Regions from separate parts of the Pan troglodytes genome. Here regions 1 and 2 are each linked to region 3. Evidence: chromatin contacts called from public HiChIP or PLAC-seq data. All regions are on one chromosome and are shown on one strand. Each heading gives the region's core, a stretch centred on a gene start, on an enhancer-like site or on the middle of the called end of the contact. The rest is flanking DNA. Distances are from core to core; before and after follow the strand shown. Region 1 holds the start of ARRB2 (arrestin beta 2). Region 2 holds the start of MED11 (mediator complex subunit 11). Region 3 holds the start of C17H17orf107 (chromosome 17 C17orf107 homolog).

Evidence for each region. HiChIP or PLAC-seq counts read pairs in DNA pulled down with a chosen protein or histone mark.
Region 1: a contact with region 3 is called in an H3K4me3 HiChIP or PLAC-seq map of stem cell-derived excitatory neurons, with 11 times the contacts expected there. The contact joins the promoter of ARRB2 here to the promoter of C17H17orf107 in region 3. A contact is called at or near these places in 1 of 7 Hi-C or Micro-C datasets (blood) and 1 of 1 datasets of contacts at active chromatin or transcription factors (stem cell-derived excitatory neurons).
Region 2: a contact with region 3 is called in an H3K4me3 HiChIP or PLAC-seq map of stem cell-derived excitatory neurons, with 15 times the contacts expected there. The contact joins the promoter of MED11 here to the promoter of C17H17orf107 in region 3. A contact is called at or near these places in 3 of 7 Hi-C or Micro-C datasets (induced pluripotent stem cells and stem cell-derived neural progenitor cells) and 1 of 1 datasets of contacts at active chromatin or transcription factors (stem cell-derived excitatory neurons).

What each region holds. Positions count from the first base shown.
Region 1 is chr19:15,232,679-15,237,432 of NHGRI_mPanTro3-v2.0_pri, reverse strand. It overlaps ARRB2 (arrestin beta 2), which reads right to left and starts at 2,770. Exons shown (of 15, transcript XM_009431656.4): 1 at 2,436-2,770. The coding sequence starts at 2,458.
Region 2 is chr19:15,253,331-15,258,008 of NHGRI_mPanTro3-v2.0_pri, reverse strand. It overlaps MED11 (mediator complex subunit 11), which reads right to left and starts at 2,654. Exons shown (of 3, transcript XM_016931279.3): 1 at 2,471-2,654; 2 at 2,139-2,269; 3 at 434-1,090. The coding sequence starts at 2,555. The coding sequence ends at 1,049. It overlaps CXCL16 (C-X-C motif chemokine ligand 16), which reads left to right. Exons shown (of 6, transcript XM_511288.7): 6 at 1-488.
Region 3 is chr19:15,411,482-15,416,217 of NHGRI_mPanTro3-v2.0_pri, reverse strand. C17H17orf107 (chromosome 17 C17orf107 homolog) reads right to left here and starts at 1,581. Exons shown (of 4, transcript XM_003315324.7): 1 at 1,329-1,581; 2 at 1,012-1,221; 3 at 726-920; 4 at 441-724. The coding sequence starts at 1,394. The coding sequence ends at 614. It overlaps CHRNE (cholinergic receptor nicotinic epsilon subunit), which reads left to right. Exons shown (of 12, transcript XM_016931303.3): 7 at 1-145; 8 at 229-343; 9 at 1,575-1,689; 10 at 1,773-1,959; 11 at 2,044-2,150; 12 at 2,260-2,495. The coding sequence ends at 2,415. It overlaps MINK1 (misshapen like kinase 1), which reads right to left. Exons shown (of 32, transcript XM_016931299.4): 30 at 4,570-4,729; 31 at 4,345-4,484; 32 at 3,092-3,951. The coding sequence ends at 3,868.

The sequences.
Region 1 (4,754 bases), core at 1,521-4,020, 180 kb after region 3:
TTAGCCAGGCTGATCTCCAACTTCTGACCTCAGGTGATCCACCCGCCTCAGCCTACCAAAGTGCTGGGATTACAGGCATGAGCCACCGTGCCCGGCCTTAGGTTGCAGTGAGCTGAGATTGAGCCACTGCACTCCAGCCTGGGTGACAGAGCAAGACTTTGTCTCAAAAAATAAATAAATAAATAAATAAATAAATAAATAAAATAAAATAAAACCACCCAGTGATGGAGCTCCTAATATCTCTGTTTTACAGGTGAGGAAACTGAGGCAGAGAGAGGTCAAGTGTTTCAAGGTCACAGAGGGAGTAAATGGTGGGAATTAATAGAAACCAAGGCAGTCTGGCTCCAAGTCCATCCTCTCGATCAATATTACACTATCTGTCTCTGCAGTTGGCATAAATAGTTTGTTGAATTGAAGGTTATTCGCTTTCCAGTTGCTGAAACAATTTAAGCCTGGACTCCACCCATTGCTGGGAGGGTAAGGAAGTGTTTGGCAACCCCAGTGATCTGGCCAATTGTGGGCCTGTTCTTTGAAGCACCACCTTACTCCTTCCAATCCACTCTGCCTCAGCAGTGATCCCTGGAAAGGATCCTCAGATAGACAGCAGAAACGTGAACTCCTGCCAACTAGCCCATCCCTCCTCCAAGTCTACCACCCCATTCCCAGAGGACCCCAATGGGCAGGTTACCACAGTGTCTGGGTAAGACCTAACCATCTTTCCATCTGGTCTCCAGCTCTGACAGCTGGAGCATATAGGAGAGCAATGACCCTGGCCTTTGGCCCTAAATGGCTTCTACCATAGGCCCAGTTTCTGCTACAACTTCACTTGCCCCTTCTTCCCAGAAAGCCAAGCTGTCCAAAGGTTGTAAGGCAAAGGGTATGGAGGGCCCCAGGTATTCCTAACCAATAAAAGAGAATACACATCGATATGGTAGCCGCTAGAATAAACACCCTATCTTTCATCCCAACTTGGGAGCTGAGTGCCGTGGCATCATCCAGGCTCTCCCTCCCCTTTGCTTCTGGTTTTCCTCTTTGTCCCAGGGTGTCCTCCCATTAGGAGCCCTGGCACAGGGCTGTGACAGCCACAATCAGTGGGCCAACTGGAGTGTGGTTCTGGGGCAATTGCCCTGGAGCAGCTGCAAGGCACCTGCCCTTTGGATCCTAACCCAGCCACCTCCTGCCAGGCTGGGGAGGAGCAGCATGCATATACTAGGCTGGCCAAGGAGGCAGAGTGTGGGGATGACCAGGGAGGTGCCCAGTGGGAGCAGGGGTAGCTGAAGCAGATGTCCTTTCACACTTCCTGCTATTCGCTCCATTTCCTGTGGCCCAGAATTTGATGGGGGTGAGGGAAATTGTGCCAAGTTAGCAGTCCCCTTTGGTCCATCTGTCCCACTCCCTGAACCACATGACGGAAATCAGGGGCCTCCCACAAGTCAGCAACTTCCCCTTTCTCTGGGATGTTTAAACCCTGATCCAGGAGACCGATCATCTCTCTGATGATCTCTTTCTGATGCTCGTCCACTTGATGCTCAGAAACCCGGGTTCTCATACTCTATAGGTTGGAAGTGGGGTTGATATGATGTTTTGCAGAGCAAGCCAGAGCTCAGGACCAATTCCCTATTCCTGATACCCTCTGAGTTGAGGCCTACAGCCCCAACCTTTTCGTCTTTTGCTCCCGCTCCCCTGGGACTCAGGCATCCACCCCTTGCCCCTTGGGGGTGTTGAGTCACAACAGGAAGTGGATTTTGCTAGAGACCAAAAAAGAGAACTCGGGGTATCAGTGGAAGGAAAGAGCCTCGATTGCACAGAAAACATCCGGGGAGTGGACGCGCGCCCAGGGCGAATACTGCCTCCCCCACCCCCAGAGAGAGGGATACGATCTAGTTTCAGGGAGGGTCGCCACGCACTCGGCTCCCCCAAGATGAAGCTGTTGCTCCTGGCAACCCAAGGGAAGGTAGAAGTTTGGGTGAGGAGCCACCCGGCCCTCGGGACAGGTGTGGGCAGCGCGACTACCTGGGGGATATTGGACAGGAGGCTTTCCATTGGCTTGGCGCGAGTCTGGAGTGGATCCCCCACCTCCCGGCATCCAGCCTCCCCGTACACGACCCCTCGGGGCCAGCCACCTGCTCCTCCTTCCTCCGTCCCTGCATCGCAGCCTGCACGGGAGAGCCCAGTAGTCTGGCCCCACATCCCTGCGAGAACCCCGACACCGGTTTTTCTGATCCCCCTCAGGCCTCGCTTTCTGCAGGGGCCCGGGCATTTCCCCCCCACCCTCATTATCCTCGAGGACCTGCGCGTGCGGCCCCGGATGGCTGTCCCTAGGGACCCAGGCGTCCGGCCCCCAGATCCTCTCCGCTGCGCCCTCGTCTGGGACCGTCCCAGCCCCCGCCCCGAGCCGCCGCCCATGCCCCGCCGCGTGGCCCCACCTCCCTTACCTGGTCCCGGGTTTCTCCCCCATGGTGCGCGCGCCCGCCGCCCGCTCGGTTCGCGGCTCGCTCGCAGCCTCCTCGCCCGCTGCCAAGATCCCTGCTCCTCCCCGCGCCAATGCGCACGCGCGCCCTCCGCGCTCTCGCCTCTTCCCCCTCCCTCCCGGCCCCGCTCTGGTCTGGGGGAACCGGGGCCAGATGCGTCAGCCGGATCGCGCGCGCCGCGGCACTGCCCGCCCTCTCCTAGCAGACACGCGGGGCCATTGGCTCCGCCCCCAGCCCTTCGCGCTCCTTCCCAGCCTGGTAGCCCTCCCCCGCGCGCGGGGCCCGCTCCCGCTCCTCCCGCCCATCTCCCCGCCCCGCTGCAACCCCTTGAAACCGATTGGACCCCCCTAAACCAAGGCGCCCGCCTTCCAGGGGATCTAAGTCTTTCGATTGGCCTTCGGCATCCAGAACCTGCAGGGGTCTCCTCCCCTTTGTTTGCTTTCTCAGTGGCGGTGGGGGCGACCGGGCTGCTGGGGGCTGTGGAATGAGCTGAAGCGCCGTCTGGGAAGGAGGATGGTGGGGGGGAACACGTGGGTGAGCGGTTCAATTGCGTGATGCTTGCTTCAGTGCGCGCCGCTCACCTGCTCCACTCGGAGCGTACCGCCTTCTGTGGCCAGCCCTCCCGCTTCTTCACTGCAGCGTGTCAGCTCCTCCTGGTGTTTGCATTTGATCTTCGCAGGGTTCCCTTTTCCAATGTCTCTGACTATCCATCTCCTTCACCCACCCATCCCAGCTAACATCCACTCACTCACCCGCTCCCATCCATCGGTCCATCTATGGACCCATCCATCCGTGCCTATGTTATGCTATTCACTATGCCAATCGATGGGGACACATACGAATTACCATGGCCCCTGCCTTCCTAGAATAGTTGAGGAGACACATACACAGGTATTACCCAGGAATGCTATTACAGAGGTCTGAGTCAGAAGACACAGCCGCTAACAGCAATTGGCCCGGGCGGGGGTGGAGGGAGTGCAGGCTGTCCAGAGCGGGGAACGGATGAGGACAGTCTTTCTGAAGGATGCGCAGAAGTTTTTTTTCTTTTTCTTTTTCTTTTTTTTTTTTTTTTTTGAGACAGTCTCACTCTGTCGCCGAGGCTGGAGTGCAGTGGTGAGAGGTGACAGCGTGCTGGCAGCCCTCACTCGCTCTCGGCGCCTCCTCGGCCTTGGAACCCACTCTGGCCGCGCTTGAGGAGCCCTTCAGCCCTCCACTGCACTGTGGGAGTTCCTTTCTGGGCTGTCCAAGGCCGGAGCCGGTTCCCTCAGCTTGCGGGGAGGTGTGGAGGGAGAGGCGCGGGCGGGAACCGGGGTTGCGCGCGGTGCTTGCGGGCCAGCGCGAGTTCCGGGTGGGCGTGGGCTCGGCGGCCCCGCACTCGGAGTGGCCGGCCAGCCCCGGGCAGTGAGGGGCTTAGCACCTGGGCCAGCAGCTGCTGTGCTCAATTTCTCGCTGGGCCTTAGCTGCCTTCCCTCGGGGCAGGGCTCGGGACCTGCAGCCCGCCATGCCTGAGCCTCCCCTCCCCCTCCGTGGGCTCCTGTGCGGCCCGAGCCTCCCCGATGAGCACCGCCCCCTGCTCCAAGGCACACAGTCCCATCGACCACCCAAGGGCTGAGGAGTGCAGGCACACGGCACAGGACTGGCAGGCAGCTCCACTTGCGGCCCCCAAGCGGGATCCACTGGGTGAAGCCAAATGGGCTCCTGAGTCTGGTGGGGACTTGGAGAACCTTTATGTCTAGCTAAGGGATTGTAAATACACCAATCGGCACTCTGTATCTAGCTCAAGGTTTGTAAACACACCAATCAGCACCCTGTGTCTAGCTGTGGGTTTGTGAATGCACCAATCCACACTCTGTATCTAGCTAATCTAGTGGGGACTTGGAGAACTTTTGTGTCTAGCTCAGGGATTGTAAATGCACCAATCAGCACCCTGCCAAAACAGACCAATCAGCTCTCTGTAAAATGGACCAATCAGCTCTCTGTAAAATGAACCAATCAGCAGGATGTGGGTGGGGCTGATTAGAGAATAAAAGCAGGCTGCCTGAGCTAGCAGTGGCGATGCCTTTGGGTACTCTTCTGTTAAGGTAGACCGTTTGTTCTTTTGCTTTTTGCAGTTAAATGGTGCTGCTGCTGCTTCCTCTTTGGGTCCATACTGCCTTTATGAGCTGTAACACTCACTGTGGAGGTCTGCAGGTTCACTCCTGAAGTCAGCATAAACCACAAACCCACCAGGAAGAATGAACAACTTCGGAGACACGGCCTTAAGAGGGTTAACACCACAGAGGT
Region 2 (4,678 bases), core at 1,405-3,904, 160 kb after region 3:
TAGAGATGGGGTTTCACCATGTTGACCAGGCTGGTCTCGAACTCCTGACCTGGTGATCTGCCCACCCAGGCCTCCCAAAGTGCTGGGATTAAAGGTGTGAGCCACCATGCCTGGCCCTATGTGTGTTTTTTAACTACTAAAAATTATTTTTGTAATGATTGAGTCTTCTTTATGGAAACAACTGGCCTCAGCCCTTGCGCCCTTACTGTGATTCCTGGCTTCATTTTTTGCTGATGGTTCCCCCTCGTCCCAAATCTCTCTCCCAGTACACCAGTTGTTCCTCCCCCACCTCAGCCCTCTCCTGCATCCTCCTGTACCCGCAACGAAGGCCTGGGCTTTCCCACCCTCCCTCCTTAGCAGGCGCTGTGCTGGGACACCATACGGGTTGGTTTCACTTCCTCAGTCCCTTGCCTACCCCAGTGAGAGTCTGATCTTGTTTTTATTGTTATTGCTTTTATTATTATTAAAACTCTAGTTCTTGTTTTGTCTCTCCGAATGAAGAAGTATGTATCTTCGTTAGGCCAAGTCTGCGGGAAGCCTGGGGCAGCAGCATGAAGTGTTTGAGGAAGTGGGTTGGGTATGTCAGTTTCCATCTCCTCTCTGAGCCTGTCAGGGTGTTTCTGGAGTGCAGAGGAGGAGCACCCTGCTGGAGAGGCCAGGGCATAGCTGTGGGCAGGCTCGGGCTTCAGTTTTTCCATGCCTACCATTTGCCCCTTTGTCCTAGGGTACTTTGACCAGCAGGGTATGTTGGTGCTCATACTCCCCACCCTACATGTTCCCAGGTTCTGTCCCATGGCACAGGTGATGGTCTCCCTCTCAGCTCTGGGTCCATCTCCCTGGCCTAGTTCTCCAGCATCTGCTCACAGGTTCGAGCCACATCACTGAGCTTGAGGCGGGCATAGTCCACTCGCTTCAGAGCCATCTGACAGTCCTTCCTCGAAGAGTAGCTGGAGCCCTCATGGGGCTGCCCTGTGGCCACCTACAAGACAGACTATCAATGGAGCACCATCTCCTTTACCCTAACTCCAACCAGGCATCAGGTCTTGTCTCATTTCTTTCCCGAGTTTGAATTTGTTAGGCCACCTGGTAGCTGGGTAAATAAATCATTTAACTTATGTTAATCTTGCCTGTAAAATGGGGGTGACAATAACTACTTCCTAGAGTTGTTGAGGATTAGATAAAGTAATGCAGAGTATCTGGCACACCATAAAAATTAGTAATGGTAGTGGTCCCTGCGACGATTTCAGAACCTTCTCAATCCTGTCCCTCTTCTCAGGATATAAGGATTTGGGACCTCGTGGCCTGGAGGTCAGGCCAAGTTTCCAGTGACAAAGTTCTGTAGTTCTAGCATTAGTTACACATCTTCTGCTAGGCACATGTGATGTTACCCAGTGAGGTATGCAGGGCCACCTTTAATTCTTTCATTTTATTATTTATTATTTTTTGAGACAGAGTTTTTGCTCTGTTACCCAGGCTGGAGTGCAATGGCATGATCTCGGCTAAGTACAACAACCTCCGCCTCCTGGGTTCAAGCGATTCTCCTGCCTCAGCCTTCCAAGTAGCTGGGATTACCGGTACTCACCACCAAGCCCGGCTTTTTTTTTTTTTTTTTTTTTTTTTTTTGGAGACAGTCTTGCTTTGTCACCCAGGCTGGAGTGCAGTGCTGCAATCTTGGCTCACTGCAACCTCCACCTCCTGGGTTCAAGCGACTCTCCTGCCTCACCCTTCCAAGTAGCTGGGATTACAGGTGCCCGCTACCAGCCCAGCTAATTTTTGTATTTTTAGTAGAGATGGAGTTTCACCATGTTGGCCAGGCTGGTCTCGAACTCCTGACCTCAGATGATCCACCCGCCTCAGCCTCCCAAAGTGCTGGGATTACAGGAGTGAGCCACCGCGCCTGGCCTAATTTTTATATTTTTAGTAGAGACGAGGTTTCACCGTGTTGGCCAGGCTGGTCTCGAACTCTGTCAAGCCACTGCGCCCGGCCCATTCTTTCCTTTTAGAGGAAGAAACCCGCTCTGGATGGCCGGCTGGGGAGGTCTGGTCCTGCCCAGTTAATGCTCCACCCGGGATCACCCAAGCCTGAGGCTTTGACCCAGAGCTGGGGTTCGCTCGCAGAACCCCCCAGACACACCGACCTGGGTGAGGTAGCGGATCTGAGCTGACAGCTCCGCCTCCACGTGTTGCACTGAAGCGGTGAAGGCCGCCGCCTGCCGGTCTAGGAGCCGCTCGTTAGTTTTTTCCTTGGACAATTCTAGGATCACAGTACCTGCCAGGGCGGAGAGAGGGCGGGGACACACGGAGACTGCCAGTGTAGCCTCGCCCTAGGCCAGCCCCTCTCAGTCCCGCCCTTTCGCTGCGCACGGAGGTAGGATTCCCTTCCCAACCCTGCTCCAAGTCCCAGGTCAGCCTGCCGGTGCAGCCCGGTCACGCTTTCGCTCCCCGCTGTCCGGGTTGTCGCATCCCGAACCTGCATTCTGAAGGATGGCGCCGATTTCCCGTTCAATGTCTTCCAGAGCGCGTAGTCTCTCGTTCGCCAGGCTGTAGGTAGCCATTATCACTTTGGGATTTCTCACCAAGAGTGTCTCCTCAGAAACGCGACGCTTGTTCCGGAAGTGGCTCTCGGTGTGCGCCTGCGCAGAGAGCACCGCGTAGCGAGCACTACGATTCCCAGGATGCTCAGCGCAGCCTCGCCTCCTCGTTCCGCTTGATGAACTACAACTCCCAGGGCCTGCTGCGCCTCAGCCACAGGACCACCCGTAGTCAGAGGCGACAGTGGAATATCCCCTAGCCCGAGGCCATTCAGGCCTGTCCATCTTCTTGACACTGTCTGTGGCCTCTAGTTTATTCTACACAAGTTTATTTATTTATGAGACAGTCTTACTCTGTCGTCCAGGTTGGAGTGCAGTCGCAAGATCTCCCTCCCTGCAACCTCCACCTCCCAGGTTCAAGCGATTCTCCTGCTTCAGCTTCCCGGGTGCCTGAGATTATAGGCGCCCGCCACCACGCCCGGCTAATTTTTGTATTTTTAGTAGAGACAGGGTTTCACCATGTTGGCCAGGCTGGTCTCGAACTCGACCTCAAGCGATCCACCCGCTTCGGCCTCCCAAAGTGCTGGGATTACAGGCGTGAGCTGAATCTTAAAGGTGAACTACGTGGATGAGAGCTTGTAGTGGAAAAGGGGGACGGCATAGGCAAGAGCATGGTGCTGTGACGGGAACAGCGCATGTGGAGTCCAGCAAGGGATTCTGCCTGCCTGGAGTGAACGGAGTGTGGTGGGGGTTAGGTATGACAATGGTGAGGCTGGAGAGAGGAGCGGAATCAGGAAAAGGCTTGCAAGCTATGTACTTTGGACTTGAGTCTGAAGACATTTGAGCCTTTAAAGGGTTTTTAAGAAGTGTGTTATGACCAGAATTACCTTTTTTGGAAAGATCGCTTGTAACAGTTTATAGTGGATTATCAAGAATGAAACTAGTTTGCCCAAGGTTAGCAAATGAAGGTTAGACTCAGTTAAACTGAATGGTCTAGCCTGGGGAACATAGTGAGATACTGTCTTTATAAAAAAATTTGGGGGCTGGGCATGGTGGCTCACTCCTGTAATTTCAGCTCTTTGGGATGCTGAGGTGGGAGGATCACTTGAACTAAGGACTTCGAGACCAGCCTGGGCAATATAGTGAGACCCCGTCTCCTATATTTAAAAAATAAAGGCTGGGTGTGGTGGCTCACACCTGTAATCCCAGCACTTTGGGAGGCCGAGGCGGGTGGATCACCTGAGGTCAGGAGTTCGAGACCAGCCTGACCAACATGGAGAAACCCCGTCTCTACTAAAAATACAGAATTAGCTGGGCATGGTGGCGCATGCCTGTAATCCCAGCTACCCAGGAGGCTAAGGCAGGAGAATCACTTGAACCTGGGAGGCGGAGATTGCGGTGAGCTGAGATTGCGCTGTTGCACTCCAGCTGGGGCTACAAGAGTGAAACTCCGTCTCTAATAAATAAATAAATTCAAATAATTTTTTAAAAAGTATAAATTAAAAATTAAAAAAAATAGCCAGTCTTGGTGGCTGATGCCTGTATTCCCAGCTTCTTGGGAGGCTGAGATAGGAGGATTTCTTGAGCCTGAGAGGTCGAGGCTGCAGTGAGCCATGGATTGTGCCACTGCACTCCAGCCTGGGTAACAGAACGCGACCCTGTCTCAAAAAACAAAAAACTTGATGGGTCTGGCATTTGACTTAATCCTTCCCTAAATGCTAATAAAATAACAGAAAGTTGCTTTTTAAAAAAAATTTTATTTTTTGAGACAAGGTCTCACTCTGCTGCCCAGGCTGGAATGCAGTGGCTCAGTCATGGCTCACTGCAGCCTTAAACTCCCATGCTCAAGTGATCCTCTCACTTCAGCCTTCTGAAGAGTTAGGACCATAGATGTGTGCTACCATATCTGGCTAATTTTTAATTTTTTTTGTAGAGACAGGGTCTCATTGTGTTGCCTATGCTGGTCTTGAACTCCTGGACTCAAAGGATCCTCCTGCCTTGGCCTCCCAAAGTGCCAGGATTTCAGGTGTGAGCGTGCTGTGCCTGGCCTAAAGTTGTTTTAAAAAGGAGTCAAAGGGAGAGGAGTTAATAGCAAAACTTGAGACAGATGCTGGAAAACAGACTCATTTTGCAGTGAGGTGGTAACT
Region 3 (4,736 bases), core at 332-2,831:
GGTGCCACCGACGGCCCAGGGGAGACTGACGTCATCTACTCGCTCATCATCCGCCGGAAGCCGCTCTTCTACGTCATTAACATCATCGTGCCCTGTGTGCTCATCTCGGGCCTGGTGCTGCTCGCCTACTTCCTGCCGGCGCAGGGTAAGCAGTGGCCCCGAACCTACCCCCAAACCCGGGCTCGCTCCCGCGGAGGCGGGGCCCGCTCTCACTGGCTCTCCCTCCAGCCGGCGGCCAGAAATGCACGGTCTCCATCAACGTCCTGCTCGCCCAGACCGTCTTCTTGTTCCTCATTGCCCAGAAAATCCCAGAGACGTCTCTGAGCGTGCCGCTCCTGGGCAGGTGAAGGCAGAGCCCCCGCGGGGGTGTGGCCAGTGTGAAGGGCGGGGCCGGGGAGGTTGTCGGGTGGGGGCGTGGCCAAAACCCAGAGACCCCGGGAAAAGCTCTGGCTGTCTCGCCCCGCCCTGGGCTTTATTCGGACGCTGGGTGGGGCTGGTACGGGGATGGAGTCCCTAGTCCGCCGTCCTCCTCACTGCTGCTGGACGTCACCTGAGTAGCTCTGTTGGGGGACAGTCCGGCTCAGTGCCTCCCTAGCCCCGCCGCCTCTGGCCCCTAACTCACTCCGTGTCCTGAGCTCACCGGTTCTCCGGGGATTCCGAGGCCTAGCTGCTGTTGCCACTGTCGCAGGAATGAGGCAGACCCCTGCAGACCCCTGCAGACCCCGTCCACACAGGCATAGCCACGCTCCCTGGACTAGGAACCGAGCGCTGGCGCCCACCGCAGCCCCAGCTTGCCGAGCCCCCTGCCCTGCGGCCTGGGCTACCCGGCTCAGCGCTGCACCCGGATCCCTGCCGTCTGGGGCTGGGCCCGCGCTGCCGTCTAGTCGCCGTGCCTTCTGCTGCAGCCACAGGGCTGAGATCTGCATTGGGGGCACAGGGGTTAGCGGGGAGGCAGAGGTCCTTGTTCCCGCTGCCCGATCGCCGCGTATCCTAAGCCCCCCAGTACCCCACCTCTAACAAGGTGGTGCCGAAGCTCACGAGGCTGGCTGTGGCTTCTCTTAACACCAGCCCCAGGGTGGGCTTCGGGGCAGGCAGCATCCCCTGCATCTTCGGTTCCGGTGGCTCCAGGGACTTCAGCTCTCTGAACCTCTGCTCCAGATATTCATGGGCTGCGGCCACGGAGAGTTCCAGGGAAGACAGAAGCGGCGGCTGGAGGGCCACCTGGAGAAGGAGCAGAGCAGTAGAGTAGCAGGGCAGGGGTCACAGGGGCGAACAGGAGACCTACCCAGAAGGTCTCGAGGTGCAGCCCTTGGCGGGCGTAGCCTCACCTCGGTGGAGCTGTGGAAGTGGTAGATCCACATCAGGGTGTCCAGGGAGCTGGGGGTCCCCTTCATGGCCGCCACAAGTGGTAGGACAGGAGAAGGGCTGGGGGACGCGTCTGTCGTCGTGTAGGGGGCGCAGCTGGAGGGCGTAACCAGCCCGTACCAGGAGAAGCCGTGTTTGTGAGGTCAGCGCGCGGCGCCTTTGGTAGCTGGGAGGAGGAACGGTGATGTCATGCCTTCCGGGCTCCTCAGGTTCCTTATTTTCGTCATGGTGGTCTCCACGCTCATTGTCATGAATTGCGTCATCGTGCTCAACGTGTCCCTGCGGACGCCCACCACCCACGCCATGTCCCCGCGGCTGCGCCACGTAAGCGCGGAGGGGGCGGTGCAGCCCGGGTGGGGGTGGGGCTTCGTACTAACCCCGTCCCCTAAGCCCCGCCCCTGCCCCAGGTTCTCCTGGAGCTGCTGCCGCGCCTCCTGGGCTCCCCGCCGCCCCCCGAGGCCCCCCGGGCCGCCTCGCCCCCAAGGCGGGCGTCGTCGGTGGGCTTATTGCTCCGCGCGGAGGAGCTGATACTGAAAAAGCCACGGAGTGAGCTCGTGTTTGAGGGGCAGAGGCACCGGCACGGGACCTGGACGGGTGAGCACAGTGGCCCGGGGGGCCGCGTGGGGTGCCTGCCACGGGGGAGGCTCCTAAGGCCCACCCCGGTGTTTTCCCCGCCAGCTGCCTTCTGCCAGAGCCTGGGCGCCGCCGCCCCCGAGGTCCGCTGCTGTGTGGATGCCGTGAACTTCGTGGCTGAGAGCACGAGAGATCAGGAGGCCACCGGCGAGGTGGGACAGGAGCCAGAGGCGGGTGGAGCGCGGCAGAGGCCCACCACTGTCTCCCATGCCGCTGGCTCCTGCAGCTGCCTCTTTACTGACTGTGCCGACCCTTCCCCAGGAAGTGTCCGACTGGGTGCGCATGGGGAATGCCCTTGACAACATCTGCTTCTGGGCCGCTCTGGTGCTTTTCAGCGTGGGCTCCAGCCTCATCTTCCTCGGGGCCTACTTCAACCGAGTGCCTGATCTCCCCTACGCGCCGTGTATCCAGCCTTAGCGCGCACCGACTTCAATTTCCCACCCATCTCCAGTAGGAAATTGATTTTGAAAAAGTAGGCTGCCGCCACCACGGCATTATGATCCCTTCCCCCTGCTGATCAATCTGCAGTTTGTGAACTTCACAAGAATGGTGTGTGCCCGCTCCCTGGCGTGTGTAGGCCTGGCCGCAGTCCAGGGGTCAGCAGGAGGAAACGGTTCACAAAGGCTCTCAGGTGCCGTCTTCCAGAAAGCAAGGACTGCCCTTCATTCAGCCTTGCTGACCTCCCAGCCTTTCTCAGGCTCAGCCCCACGGGACTCTGGTGGCTGCCAGCTTGTGGGCTATCTATCTATATTCCTCTCATAGCCAAACAGGAGCCCCCTTTGCAGGACTTGCACACAGGGAGGCTGTAGCCAGGAAACCCACTTCTTCCCTGGTCTGGCTCTGCTGGAGCGGGTGGGAACCAAACACCTTCAGTGCTGGTGGCCCTCAGGCCCAAAGGTTTAAGGCTGAGGCGGCCCTGACCCTTCCACAGTCATTTCTTCTAGGTTTTCTTGGCCCAGCACTGCCCATCCCACCCCATGAGGCTCACTCATTGCAGATCCCAGCCCACCATGCCCCTTTCTTCCCCACCCTGGAGGCTCTCTCTGCCTAGTCTACAGGACTGACAGAAAGCAAGGACATGCGGCCTGCATGGTGGGAGCTGGTTGAATTGTCTTTATTAACAAACAGGATATCCAAGGCCACTACATTGAGGAGGGGTGGGGGGGGGGAGGGAGGAGGAGGGTTACTTGCTGCTCACACTATATACAGATGCAAGCAAGGGGCGTGGAGAGTGAGGGCTCCCTGCTCCCTCCCTCCCCCGGGGAAGGGCATGGGCTAGAAGAGGAGATGGGGGTCGGGAATGGGGGGAATGTTTTGGCTGGCGGGGTCCCCCCTCCATTCCCTGGAGTTTGGGGGAAGGGGAATCATTAAAGTGCTTTCAGAAAATGAAGAAATGGTCCCTGCCCCTGGAGTGGCTGGTGACCCCCCAAAAATCTAGGGCCCAGTGACCCCCCCCAGGGTCTGGTACATTCAAGGGGGGAGCCGGCTCCCCTGACGTGCAAATAAAGGGGTCCAGGGCCCTGCCCAGTCAGCAGCAGTGGGGTAAGGGGTTCAAGCCCCAAGCACTCTCCTCTTAAATGGAGAAAAGGGGGGAGGGGCTAGGCCCGCTCAATTCCTGGGAAGGGGAAGCTGTGTCCCTCCCCAGAAGCTGGGGACAGGCACAGTTTTGGGAAGAGGACATGTTGGGGAAGAGGATGGTCACGTGATCACGAAAGCATCAGGGGTCAGAGGTCACGTTCCCAGCAGGCTCCAGTGAAATCAAACCAGTAAAAGCAAAAGCCCAGGGAGGGGAAAGAGGGGCGGCCCGGGAAGCCTGGCTGCAGGGGGAGAGCTGGGTCCAGTGTGGGACAGCCCCAGCCCAGGGCCCCGTCACCAGTTCATGATGCAGTTACGGTTCAGAGTCATGAAGTAAACTTGGCTGCTGCCCCCAGAGCGGACTGAGGCAAAAAACACCTGGGTGGGGCAGGAGAAGTAGTCACCAAGGGCTGGGGTTGGGGGGGGGGGGTGTCAACTGGGAGAGGGAGAGAAGGGAAGAAGGGGTGGCAGAAGAGGTGAGGGAGACACAGAGACTGCAGGAGGAGACTCACAGTGCCCCTCACCCAGAGGAAAGGCTGGGATGTTAGGGGAGAGGGTGCACCACTCGCCCCCTGGGGGCCAGCTGGGAAGTCCTCGGAAGCTGAAGGGAGCGCAGGGCAGCGGTAGTGGCTGACTGCCCTCCGAGCTCCCAGAGGGGCCCGCTTTCAGGAAGCCACCACCACCAACCATCCTCTCCCCAGAACTCTGCCCAGGGGCCTAGGGTCAGGGCAGCCGGGACAGCAGGGCTTTCAGAGGGAAGGAGCCTCCCACCTTGTCATTCCGCTCACACAGGAACTTGAGCCTCTGAGCTCGTTTGTGCATGAAGACCCCGTCGAGGTGGCCCGTCTCCACAGAGCGGATCTCAATGGCTTTCTCACCCCAGCCCATTATCTGGTTGGAGCAGATGTAGGCTGTGGGGAACAGGTGAGGGGCTGAGCAGGCTGCACCCCGGGGCCACCTCAGGGCATGTGGCTGGGAGGGCGGCAGCTCACTCACCCACAGAAGTAGGCATCTCCCCCCACTGCAGCACCACATCCTTAATGATGCGCCCGTATGTGTTGACGTAGACGCCCTCGTCCTCGTAGCACAGCAGCATCTCCATGCCGTCGGTGTTGGGGAGGAAGATGATGGCATGGGGTGTGATCTGGCTCTGGATCTGGGGA